2 separate regions of the Mus musculus genome follow, and region 1 is linked to region 2. A link is a contact called in public HiCAR-type data. All regions are on one chromosome and are shown on one strand. Each heading gives the region's core, a stretch centred on a gene start, on an enhancer-like site or on the middle of the called end of the contact. The rest is flanking DNA. Distances are from core to core; before and after follow the strand shown. Region 1 holds the start of Il1rapl1 (interleukin 1 receptor accessory protein-like 1). Region 2 holds the start of Gk (glycerol kinase).

Region 1 (5,550 bases), core at 190-2,689, 2.3 Mb before region 2:
CTGTTTCCCAACTCTTGGTCATCTCACTTATGCTCTGACTCAGTCTAGCTTTCAATTAATTACCCATTTCATCTAATTTTTCAAGTATTTAATCTCCCTCCAATTTGTGCTTTATTCTGTAAATTACATGAAGACCTAGTTTTCAAGGTATAGGGTTGTCTTGCCTGCTCACTTTTCTACCTTTGGTGTATCCTGTGAAGTCTACCAGTTAAAAAGCTTGAGGAAAACCTTGTTGAGCAAGTTAAGATTTTCAGACTTGTCATTGCAGGGGGTGGAAAAAGCTGAAGTTTGGGGAGAAGGAGGAAGGGTGACAGAAAGGCATTTATCAATTCTCTTTTCCACTTTACTCCATTGTCAGTACCTAAGGCTGTGGCTGCAGTGTAAATATGCGCACTTCTCCAGGGGCTTGCTACTTTAAGTGCAGTATGCAGTCTGACAGCATTATTATAGTGCACGGACCAGCTTATTAGAGACTCAGGCTCTCAGGCCTCACACTGCATCTCCAGAATGAAAGTGCATGCATTAAAGTATTGGAATAGCAGAATTAAGAGTTTCGTAACATCTCAAGGTAAAAAGGCAAGGCACATTAAAGTAAGTAACTCCTCATCTATCTACAAGTATCTCTCTACTTTTGTCCCTCATCCCTCAACACAAATCCGTTTCAAAAAACTGCAGCGAACTCTCAAGATGTACAGAAATCTTTACTGCTGAGGAAGAGAATCCTCTTTCAGTCCTGTCCTGTCAGTTTCTCTTCCCACTCCCCCTACTCCCGTCCCCACCCCCTCTCCTCAAGGGAAACCCACCACAAGCATTCTTTTCCCAAACTCCTTTCTCTCTGGGAAGATTTTGCTCTTCCCCAAACGGAGGGAGCTCATGCTGGGAGGTAACTGCTGGAAGGATTTCCAGTTTACATACCAATACAGAGAGAAGCACTTTGCAAAAACTGTCCTTCAGGAAAGATTAGCACCTTGCCACCTGAGACTCTGAGCTCAGTTTTTATGCCATCACCACCCCCCTTTTTTAATTGAGAGAGAGAGAGAAAGAGAGAGAGAGAGAGAGAGAGAGAGAGATCGCTAGAGCTATAATAAATCTTCAAAAAGAAAAGACGAAAGGAGGTTATTATGAGTGTGTCAGATCAGGCATCGCTCCTGTATACCTTTCAGCTGCCTAGAAAAATGCAATCACAATTCTACGTGGCTAATGCAAGCCTGGGTAAATGTCCAATTGGCTGGGCCACTTTTGCCTGGAAGGACGAATTCCCATTATTCCTTCCAGGGTCCTTGCTGAAAGATTCCCAGGCTACCGTCCTTCCTCTTCGGGTCTTCTGAAAACTAAAACTCGCAAAGCGGTGGCTGTCTGTGGATTGGCTAGTACTAAAATATCCATTGGGTGGCAGTAATACTATCCTCTTTATGACTTGCTGCAAACCAGAGAATGCATTCAATCAAATGAACCGATCTTGTAGAAACACTGGAATCATTTATGCATTGCAGTTTCTCTTTCTTGTTTTCGCTCCTTCTTCCTTGGGATATTTTGAGTGGATTCTGGCTATTAATCAAGATCTCGTGCTGTTCGTGGCTTGCTTGTCGTTTTCGCTCAGGATTAGCATCATTCAAGATAAACGCAAAGCTGCTTCCCCCCACCCACTCTCTTTTGAAAAATCATTTTTGGGGTCTGCTGAAGAGAGCTAGGACCCAGGAGACACCTTCCCAAACAGCAGGGGTTGTGTGCTTTCACATAGCAGTACTGTACAAGGAAAACCCCGTCGGATCTGTTATTGCGGGATACTTGTGAAATACACATAGGATTCTTTCTTATGGCTGCATCCCGGATCTGGAAATTTTACTTGGGGACCAGGAAGATTTGAAAGGCTACATGTATCCAGAAGATTTGCAAGCAAGACTCCGATTCTTGTCGTAGAGCTCACAGACTTATTCACTTATCGTCCGATTTCCTTCCTTCTTTAAAAAATAACCAAAACAAAACAAAACACATTTAAAAAATTTCTCCCTCTTTTTCTGATCTCTCCTTCTTCAGTCTCTCCCTCTCTCTCTCTCTTTTTATTCTGCCTCTTCTTTTTTTTTTCTTCCTAGTCCTTTTTTTTCCCCTTTCCTGCTCTGCACCTGGATTGTATCGTCACTAAACAATCGGGCACTTTGAGAACTAACTGGCGACAGTCTTGTAGGGAAGATCTGTATGGAATTATCTGCTTTTATGGTGAACTTGGCATTTGTGAATGGGTACCTTGTTCACAATATTAATTGCTAGCAAAAACAAGAAAAAGAACACAGGAGTAAAACGTGGATTTTTCTGAATACGCATTGTGATGACCAGCAATTACCTTACCGGCTGATATCCAGAGGAGAATAATTTGGAAGACAGTTGTGGGTAAGGTCATTTTTATATGTAGACCCATCAGTGGCATGAGCAAACTTGGGCGTCTGTAATGAGAATGGGTGACTTGGATGATTGCTGCATCGCATTGATGGCTGTGATGTGGCCGTTATTGGCACAGAATGGAATAACTGCAGTTGTGTGTGTGTGTGTGTGTGTGTGTGTGTGTGTGTGTGCATTCCGAGTATAACTGGAAATAAATCAAAGAAGCACTCGCTCCCCAATTATTTTTGTGTGGAAGAGAGTCTTGGATTTAATTCTGGATAGACACTCTTTGTTTGGATGCAATATTTGTGGTTCCTGTGTTCTGGAGGGACAGCAGCGGTAAAAGGAGCACTTACTGAAGAGCCCTTTTCAAATGAAATGAGCTACTCTTTATTCTTTAAAAGAAATGTTTTCAACTCAGTGCAGCATTCTGCTGCATTTCCCAGCCGCAATGGGACCAGGGATATCCCACTTGTCAAGTTCCTAAACTTTAAGGTGATAATCATTGTTAATTGTTCTTCAGGTTGTGGTTATTGGGGATTATTAAGTGTCGTGGTCTACTTTTCTATCTATTCTGGTAGATTATCATTCAGAGTGAAAAAAGAAGGGACTGAAATTGATGAGTAAAATAGAGAATAATAGAGCAATATTATCTTAAATATCACCATCGTGCATTCTTTCCTAAGTTTGATTGTCCAATAATATAATTATTACCCAATACCCCAAATAGCTGAAGCTAGGACCCACGTGCAGGGAAGTCAAAGGTCTGGAAGTGGAGATGATCCTTTTATTGCAATGCAGCTAGCTTGGGAAATGCAGTCAATTACACACCTCTCTTAACCTTAAGTTGAAGATGTGTTCTATCTGTTATTTTACCCTTTAGCTAAAAAGTTAGAAACTACAGCACTCAAAATTCTTAAGCATATTCTGCCGGGGAAATGGGATAAAAAATCGATATTGATGACGTGGTTCGGTGCACTGTACTGCAATGCTTAAGTCCCATATTCAGTACCTATGATGAGAGAATGGAGCATTTGCATGTGTTATAAATCTCACCTGGTAGATTGATCTGAAGGGGAGGGGAGAAGATATGTGGATATGTAGGAAGATGGATGGAAGTCGTGCATAATCGGTGATTATGTAACTTCATTACATCAGTGAGCTTCAGTCAACGATAGTGAGATGGAATGATTGTATAGAGAGAGCCTCCATCACCCTGCTAACTTTTGAAGCCTTGTAACAGTTAACAGAGGAGGAGGGCAGAAAGAGATTAGCTCCGAGGGTCCTGTAAACCTTGATCTCTGCGGTGAATTTAACATGAGTTTTCTCACAGTGAGTTTCACAGGGCTAGCAGATCATGTAAGCTTTAGGGCTGGACAGGAGCAATTTTAGCCACACCCGTGGAGAGTCAAAATGTGTCTGCAATGTTTCACAAGTGCCCCATTGAGTCTTTGGGGCTGATGCTTCCAGCCAAGGTCATAGATCTTTTCCCTATGGTTGAGATATGTGACCTCAACTGAGTGGAAAGTTAAATCCACCGAAATGACTGAGAAAGACTGAAGGGAAGGACCATTTAGTGTCCCTTCTTGCATTTTTTCCCCTGGTAGAGCTTGATGCAGATTTCAGTCTGGAGGTTCCCTCATAAAAAAATGATGATTGCTTCCACAGTGTGTCAGAAATGAGTGCTTCCTACCTTTATCTTTGCCATGACAACCTCTTTCTGGGCCATTTTAACCCTCAGGGAAAAAGAAAAGTAAAAAATCTTTAAAGGTAACAATATCTTGTTAAATTATAAAACAACAACTCACAATGATTTCGAATGCATTCTTAGCACAAATCCTAGAAATCAAGAGCAATCTATTTTCAAGTTTTACTTAATGAATACCTTAAAAGACATGTTACAGTCACTGGAGACTTTCACCATGAGATGAGATAAATGCACTGTGTTCACTGTACAGAGGAGGGAACACTGCAGAATAAAATGTCATTTTCCTTCATGCTTTATTTGGAACTGTGCTTTTTTGTGGGGGAAGCAGATGAACATCAGCTTCTTAGGCCTTTCACTATTTCAGCATTTACTCCCCCACCCCAATAGATCAAACGAAAACACACACACACACACACACACACACACACACACACACACAAGCTGCTGACATTCTAATCCTGGCCACTTGAGTCTTATCTAGTTCCAATTTTCCTCTTTATTTATATTGCAGTGATGGATAAAGGACTTTCTGTCAGAGTGCTGAGATGATTTTTTCCTGTTTTTGTTTGATTCTTGCATTTTATTTAGGAAAAGTCCTATGGAGTTGGGGACAGGATTTGGAGACTCCCTAAGTTAACTTTGAAAACATTTGCTCACCTAGAATCAGATGGTGGGATTGTGGAATGAAATTTTGAGGTCTGATATTTGAGGTGACTTTCTTATTTCTTCAGGACATGCCCAAACATTGATGTATTGTGCCAGTGAATTTGGAGGTTTGGTGTTCATATTGTGTAGGAAATTGAATGTGAAGTTAACTCCTGATTCCTTCCTTCAGGGGTCAGGGTAACACTACGGCTGCTTCCAGGCTGTTAGTCTCCAACTATGTGCAGAAATTCAGCCTGCAATGAATTTTCCCCCCATATCCTCAATTTTCACATTGTATAAACGACTTCCTCTGTTTTCTGGCTTACACCACACATATGTTACCCAACAGGGCATCCTCTGGAGGTTTTCTAATTCTAATAGAGGAAGGAAATAAATATAAATGGGAAAGAAGTCTGTTTGAAAAGATACTGTGCATGAAACCAGTGCATCCATGTAATTGCTATCCATTTGCTTAAAGACTACATATACTCACATCAGGACAGATAGTTTCAGACATTTTAATGGCTACTTATAACCTGTTACTTTCTTGAAAAAGATTATGTAATAAAGGTACTTCATAGCTTTTATCTTAAGTATCCTACAAACCAATAAATAAACAGCTTTGTTTAACAAGAAAGGATTTAAACATGAAATTAGTGAGTGATGTAAAATATAATGTGTATTTTTCTATTTTATTGCATTTAAAAAGATAAAGTCATGTACTTTATTGCCTCAAGCTAAAATGTACTTATATTAGAAAATATTTATATAAAAGCTGCCATTTATATTATGAATATATAAGCTACTGATTTCTTTCC
Region 2 (5,414 bases), core at 198-2,697:
TTTCTCTAAGCAGTCCTCATCAGGAACACCAGGACAGGAAATTGTGCTTTCATAGCAAGCATGGGAAAACTACATAAACATACACAAAGTATATAAATAAATATGTATGAGTGAGGTGCTATAGAGCAAAGGGAATTCATGACAACTGTGGGGTGCTACAAAATAGTATGAGATTTGGGAAATGGATGGAAAGACATTGGGAATAGTATCAATTCTAAAGATGATAGAAAGCATGGTAGCTTACAAAACCAATATCTGAGCTTGCTTGATTTCTTTCTTTCTTTCTTTCTTTCTTTCTTTCTTTCTTTCTTCCTTCCTTCCTTCCTTTCTTTCTCTCTTTCTCTCTTTTCTTTCTTTCTTTCTTTCTTTCTTTCTTTCTTTCTTTCTTTCTTTCTTTCTTTCTTTCGTTTTTTGGTGGTGGTAAGGTAGCCAAGGTGGTAAGGTAGCCAAGGATGGCCTTGAACTCCTTTTTGATCCTTCTCCATAGTGGGTTATAGACTTGCATTAAATCACCTAGCTCAGTTAATTTTTTTATCCAATCAAGGTGTTATAAAAAATGGTATCCCATAGAATGAAATACATAGAATGCATGGCATAGATAAAAAATGCTTTTAGAAAATATTTAAAAATGTACACGTGTATACAGCATATAATTATTACACAAAAAATTTGCAAGTGCAATGAGCAGCCCACAAACACCAGCCCCAGGCTGTTTTGAAAACTATTTCTCACTGCGGGTCCAGTCCAAAGTTTGAAAGCCTTTTAGAACGCACGCCTCCAAAGGATCTAGGCAAGGTAAATTCAAGGTCAAATGAGAATCCCAATTCGCTCCCAACCTAGTCCACAGTGGTTAATAAAGCGAGCGGAAATGGCGCATAGGGGAGGGCATACTCAGTGAAGCCAAGCGAAAAAAGCAAGGGCGCTTCAGGACTGGGAGGTGCCGGGTATTTCCTTCATGGTTGGTCAACCTGAGGTTCTTGGAGACAATGGTTTGACACGTTTTCCTTACATGATAAGCCGAAATAACTTCCGCATTCTTTCTCCCTGGCCTACAAATGTGAGGGGTTCGCTTAGATCCCTTCGTCAGCTGGTCGCACCCCGAATTGATGCCAGTAGAAGAGCTTATTGTTATTAACAGCGGCTCAGCAGGCGGGGCGTGGGAAGAGCGGGGACGAAAGGACTGGATCGTCCACCAGGCGACTCAGGTCGCACTCTGCACAGCCTACCAGAGAGGGAAGAGGCAGCTCTGCACTTCGGGTTGCTCCAGCAGGCTTAAGTCTCGGGGTTCGGTGCAAGCCTCAGGGCCGGGTACAGGGAGTGTTCTGTGAGGCCCCGCCCTCCACTAAGCCCGAGTTTGGCTAAAGGCAGACGCTCCGCCCGTCCCCGACCACGTGACCCACCGCGCGGACCAGAGCCCCCGCCGTGCGTTGACCCCGCCCCCGTGACGTCTCACAACCCTCAGACTGGCCTGCTCCTGGGTCTCTTTCTGTAGTCGCTCATTGGCCCGCCCGGAAGACAGCGCCCCCCCATTTGCCACGCCTCCCAAGGCCTAGGAGAATGCAGGTCGGGGCGGGGCCTGAGCTGGAGGGGCGGGGCGACGCGGCCGGGCGGGAGTAAAGGGGCTGCCTAGGAGCCGCGCGAGCCTTCAGCAGAAGCGCGCTGCTTTGCCCTCCGCTGTCCCTGCTCCGCCCTCCGCAGCCCTCCACAGTCACCCCGGAGACCAGCCGTGTTAAGCTCTCTGCTCTGAAGCTGACTGACTTCCATGGCAGCCGCGAAGAAAGCAGTTCTGGGGCCATTGGTGGGAGCAGTGGACCAGGGTACCAGCTCGACACGTTTTTTGGTGAGCCCTGGGGTGACATCTTCTCAGCCCACTGAACTGGGACACTAGCCGGAGGACGAAAAGGCGGGGTGTTGCGTCCTCAGTCCGCGCGCCTCTTGTTCTCCTGGGCCCTAGCTGCTGGGGCGAGGAAAGGAGGCCAAAAGGGGGACCTACCATGCTGGGATTGTCCTGTTCTGGGGGTGGATCTTGGCCTCCTAGGATACCCCCGCAGCAGAGTTGAGCATTCTCAGCCTTGGTGGTGGAGCCAGGTCGCATACCAATAGGGAGATTCCCCAAAGAGAGTGAGTACTCTTGGAGCATCCAAGCAGAGCAACCCCGATGCAGTAAAGGACAGGTGGTCACATTGACACTGCTGCGATCTTCCCTATGAGTGTTTGGCCTGCTGGGCACAGGATGTCCTTGGATGGAGGGAAAGCTGTGTCACGGCTGTGGTCACCCAACATAGCGTCCGTTCAAGCGGTAGAACGAATAAAGTATTAGCATGCTGATGCTTTGTCATCCTCTGCCACAGAAGCTGCAGAGGCTAGACTACTGAGGGGGTGGTGGAACATATTGGAAACGGATTGCAATTCTCAGTAATCTTTATTTCATTTCAAGAGCTTAATCAGTTCAGTTCTGACACTTTGACCATTATCATCAGATATTGTCCACTCCACTCTACTGTTTAATGTGACAGGGCAATTCTAGTTAGTATGCACGATGAGAATTACCATAACGAGGTGCTGTTTAAATGTCTCTTGGCTGCTTCGTTTTGCAGTGAAGTTTAGCTCTTCTTCTTTTCGTTTTTTTTTTTTTTTTTTTTTTGAGACGGGGATCTGCCTATTTACTCCAGAGAAGCCTGAACTCCTGATCCTCCTGCCTCAGCCAGGCAAGTGCTTCCCAGGCATGAGCCACTGCTTGCTCACAGCTAGGAAACTTGCTCTTGAAGTGAGCTAGCATTCAGTTCAGTGAGATCATTTGAAAGTAATTTAAGTGAATAGAAAGCTGCTAAAAGCCCATGCTTCACTGAGCATTTGACTAACCTGGAAAGTTGATGTAAATACTTAGTGATTAATTACCTCCCTCTTTATTTCTTTATCAACCATGAATTTTCTTCAATGATTTATTTACCTGTACCCTTAGGGGTTGATATCCTTGCCGGTAGCATGGGAGGCAGGCAGTCTATCACTAAACTATACCCCCAACTCTTCCTGTATTATTTGGTAAATGTGCACACATACACCTGTGCACATGAGCACGCACAGCTGTGTGTGTTCTTCGACTAGCACTTGGCTAAACAGTGCATTGTGTTGTGATCAGAAGGTTTTTTCTTTCTTTTTCTTTTTCTTTTTTTTTTTTTTTTTTTTTTTTGTAATTGAGAAACTTTCAGTCCACTTTCAATTTAAATATTCCTTAGTGACAACCCTGGTTTGAGTTTCTCAATCATTGTTTCACATCTGCATTTTACACTTTTTAATAGCAAAAGGTAGGATTCATTTTGTCTTACATTCATATAAAAGTTTATAAAGTAATCCTGGATCATAAATAACTCTGCTTGGCTGGATTTGTTTAATATATCTGTAACAATAATATAGCTACACAATTATTATCATTTTTCTGAGCCTATTAAACATTAATAAGTGGGATTACTTTAATGTATTTATTTTATGTGAGTGGGAATTTTGTCTACACATGTGTCTATAAGCCATGTGTGTGCCTACTTCCTGAGGAGGCCAGAAGAGGGTGTCCAATCTCCTGGAATTTGAATTATAGACAGTTGTGAGCTACCCTGTGAATGTTGGCAACCAAATGAAGGTCTTTTGGAGGAGCACCTAGTGCTTTCAGATGCTAAGCCATCCCTCCATGAGCTGAATATTTTAACACAGTATCTTGCTACATAGCTCAGGCTGTTCATGACTCACTAGTAGCACAGGGTGGTCTCAAACTTGTAGTATTTTTGCCTCAGCCCCATAAGTACTACAATTATGAACACAAGCCACCACAATCAGCCATATTGGTTGAATTTTGAAGTCATATTTGAGATTTGTCACACTAAGGGCTGGAGAGATGGTTCAGTGGATGGATAAAGGTGCTTGCTGCCAATCTTTTTACTTGTTTGTTTGTTTGTTTGTTTGAGACAGGGTTTCTGTGTGTAGCCCTGGCTGTCCTGGAACTCACTTTGTAGACCAGGCTGGCCTTGAACTCAGAAATTCACCTGCCTCTGCCTCCCGAGTGCTGGGATTAAAGGCGTGCGCCACCACGACCAACAATCTTAATGATCTGATCTTGGTCCTTGGGACCTACATGGTGGAATGAGAGAAACAACTCTCTCAAGTTTTCCTCCAACATCCACATGTGTGCTGTGGTGTGCACACACACCACAAAAAAGTTAATAATACAATTAATTTTAAAAATCCTCACTCTAATGACTACAGGGGCCAGGCAGGGCACAAACACACTGGCAATAGTGTCTCAGGCCAGATCTTCCATTTATTCTAATAAAAGATGGTACTTTAGAGTCCTTGGCTAAACTTTCCTACTTTTTTATTATTCTCTTTCCAGATCATAAGTTAACAACTATTAACTCAAAGCGTTGGGGAAAGACAAGCAAAGCACGATAATTGTTTCCAATTTGTATAGCATTACCTTCTATGGATGTGAGTAAAATAGTTTAGAACTTTAAAGGTTTCCTTCTTAGGAGCCAGCGTGGTGAGCTTGCTTTCATTTGGGTTCTTCCTAGTGCTACCTTTGTAGTCCAGGCAGTCTTTCTTGTTTCTGGCTCTTCATATTTTGTTTCCTAAAGGTATTTTTTACAATAATAGAGAAAAAATTTATCAAGTTCATAATGCTATAATTATTATATATATATTTTTTAGTTTGTAACCTGAAGAGAAAACTAAATGGCAAATAATTACAAATAAATGTTGGTGGATAACACTGTGTATTCCTTAAGAAACGACTAAGAAGTCTGTGCTTCAAAGGCCAAGTGGGTCATTGGGAAAACTTGGGAATGGTTTAGCAAGGTAGTGTTTCCTTTGGTTGTAAACCACTCCCTGGGGAGTGCAGAGAGTGGATTTGCTGACTAAGTATTTCAGTCACAAGGTGATTCCCAGGAGTGGTTCCTGTGTTACTGTTGCATGTTGTAACGATGACTCAAAATTGATTGCTCCCCTTCTCAGGAAAGGGTGCAGTGTGTAGGAACTGTTAGAGGAAGGAAGCTCACAAAGGCGAAGACTTACGCAATCTAATTAGTCTTCACTTAATTTGCATGTTTGAATTATTGGAGGCCAATGACCTCATTAAGTTTTCTTCTCTTTTCTATTAGTAAAACTCTATTAGTAGTAAAAAAAAAATTCTCCTCTTTCATCTAAGGTGACTTGCCTCCTCTTAACACTATGTTGCCTATCTGTTTCTTATGGTTCTATTCTACCTATAAATGGTAGTTCAACAGCTCTGTCTTTATAGTTTACCACACACCCTTACTCAGCTTTTCCCTCTTCCTGTAAAACTTATTTATTTTTATTTTTGTGGTGCTGAAGGTCAAATGTGGGGTCTCACACACATACTAAGTAAGTGCTCTTTGTTTTTGTAGTAG

Evidence for each region. HiCAR-type assays count read pairs that join an accessible place to other places.
Region 1: a HiCAR-type map of astrocytes shows a contact between it and region 2, with 4 times the contacts expected there. The contact joins the promoter of Il1rapl1 here to the promoter of Gk in region 2. A contact is called at or near these places in 1 of 39 promoter capture datasets (hippocampal neurons) and 1 of 115 datasets of contacts at active chromatin or transcription factors (astrocytes).

Annotation. Positions count from the first base shown.
Region 1 is chrX:88,111,837-88,117,386 of GRCm38.p6, reverse strand. Il1rapl1 (interleukin 1 receptor accessory protein-like 1) reads left to right here and starts at 1,439. Exons shown (of 11, transcript NM_001160403.2): 1 at 1,439-2,388.
Region 2 is chrX:85,772,852-85,778,265 of GRCm38.p6, reverse strand. Gk (glycerol kinase) reads left to right here and starts at 1,447. Exons shown (of 21, transcript NM_001294140.1): 1 at 1,447-1,840. The coding sequence starts at 1,763. It also overlaps the pseudogene Gm14766 and a transcript of 5430427O19Rik not described here.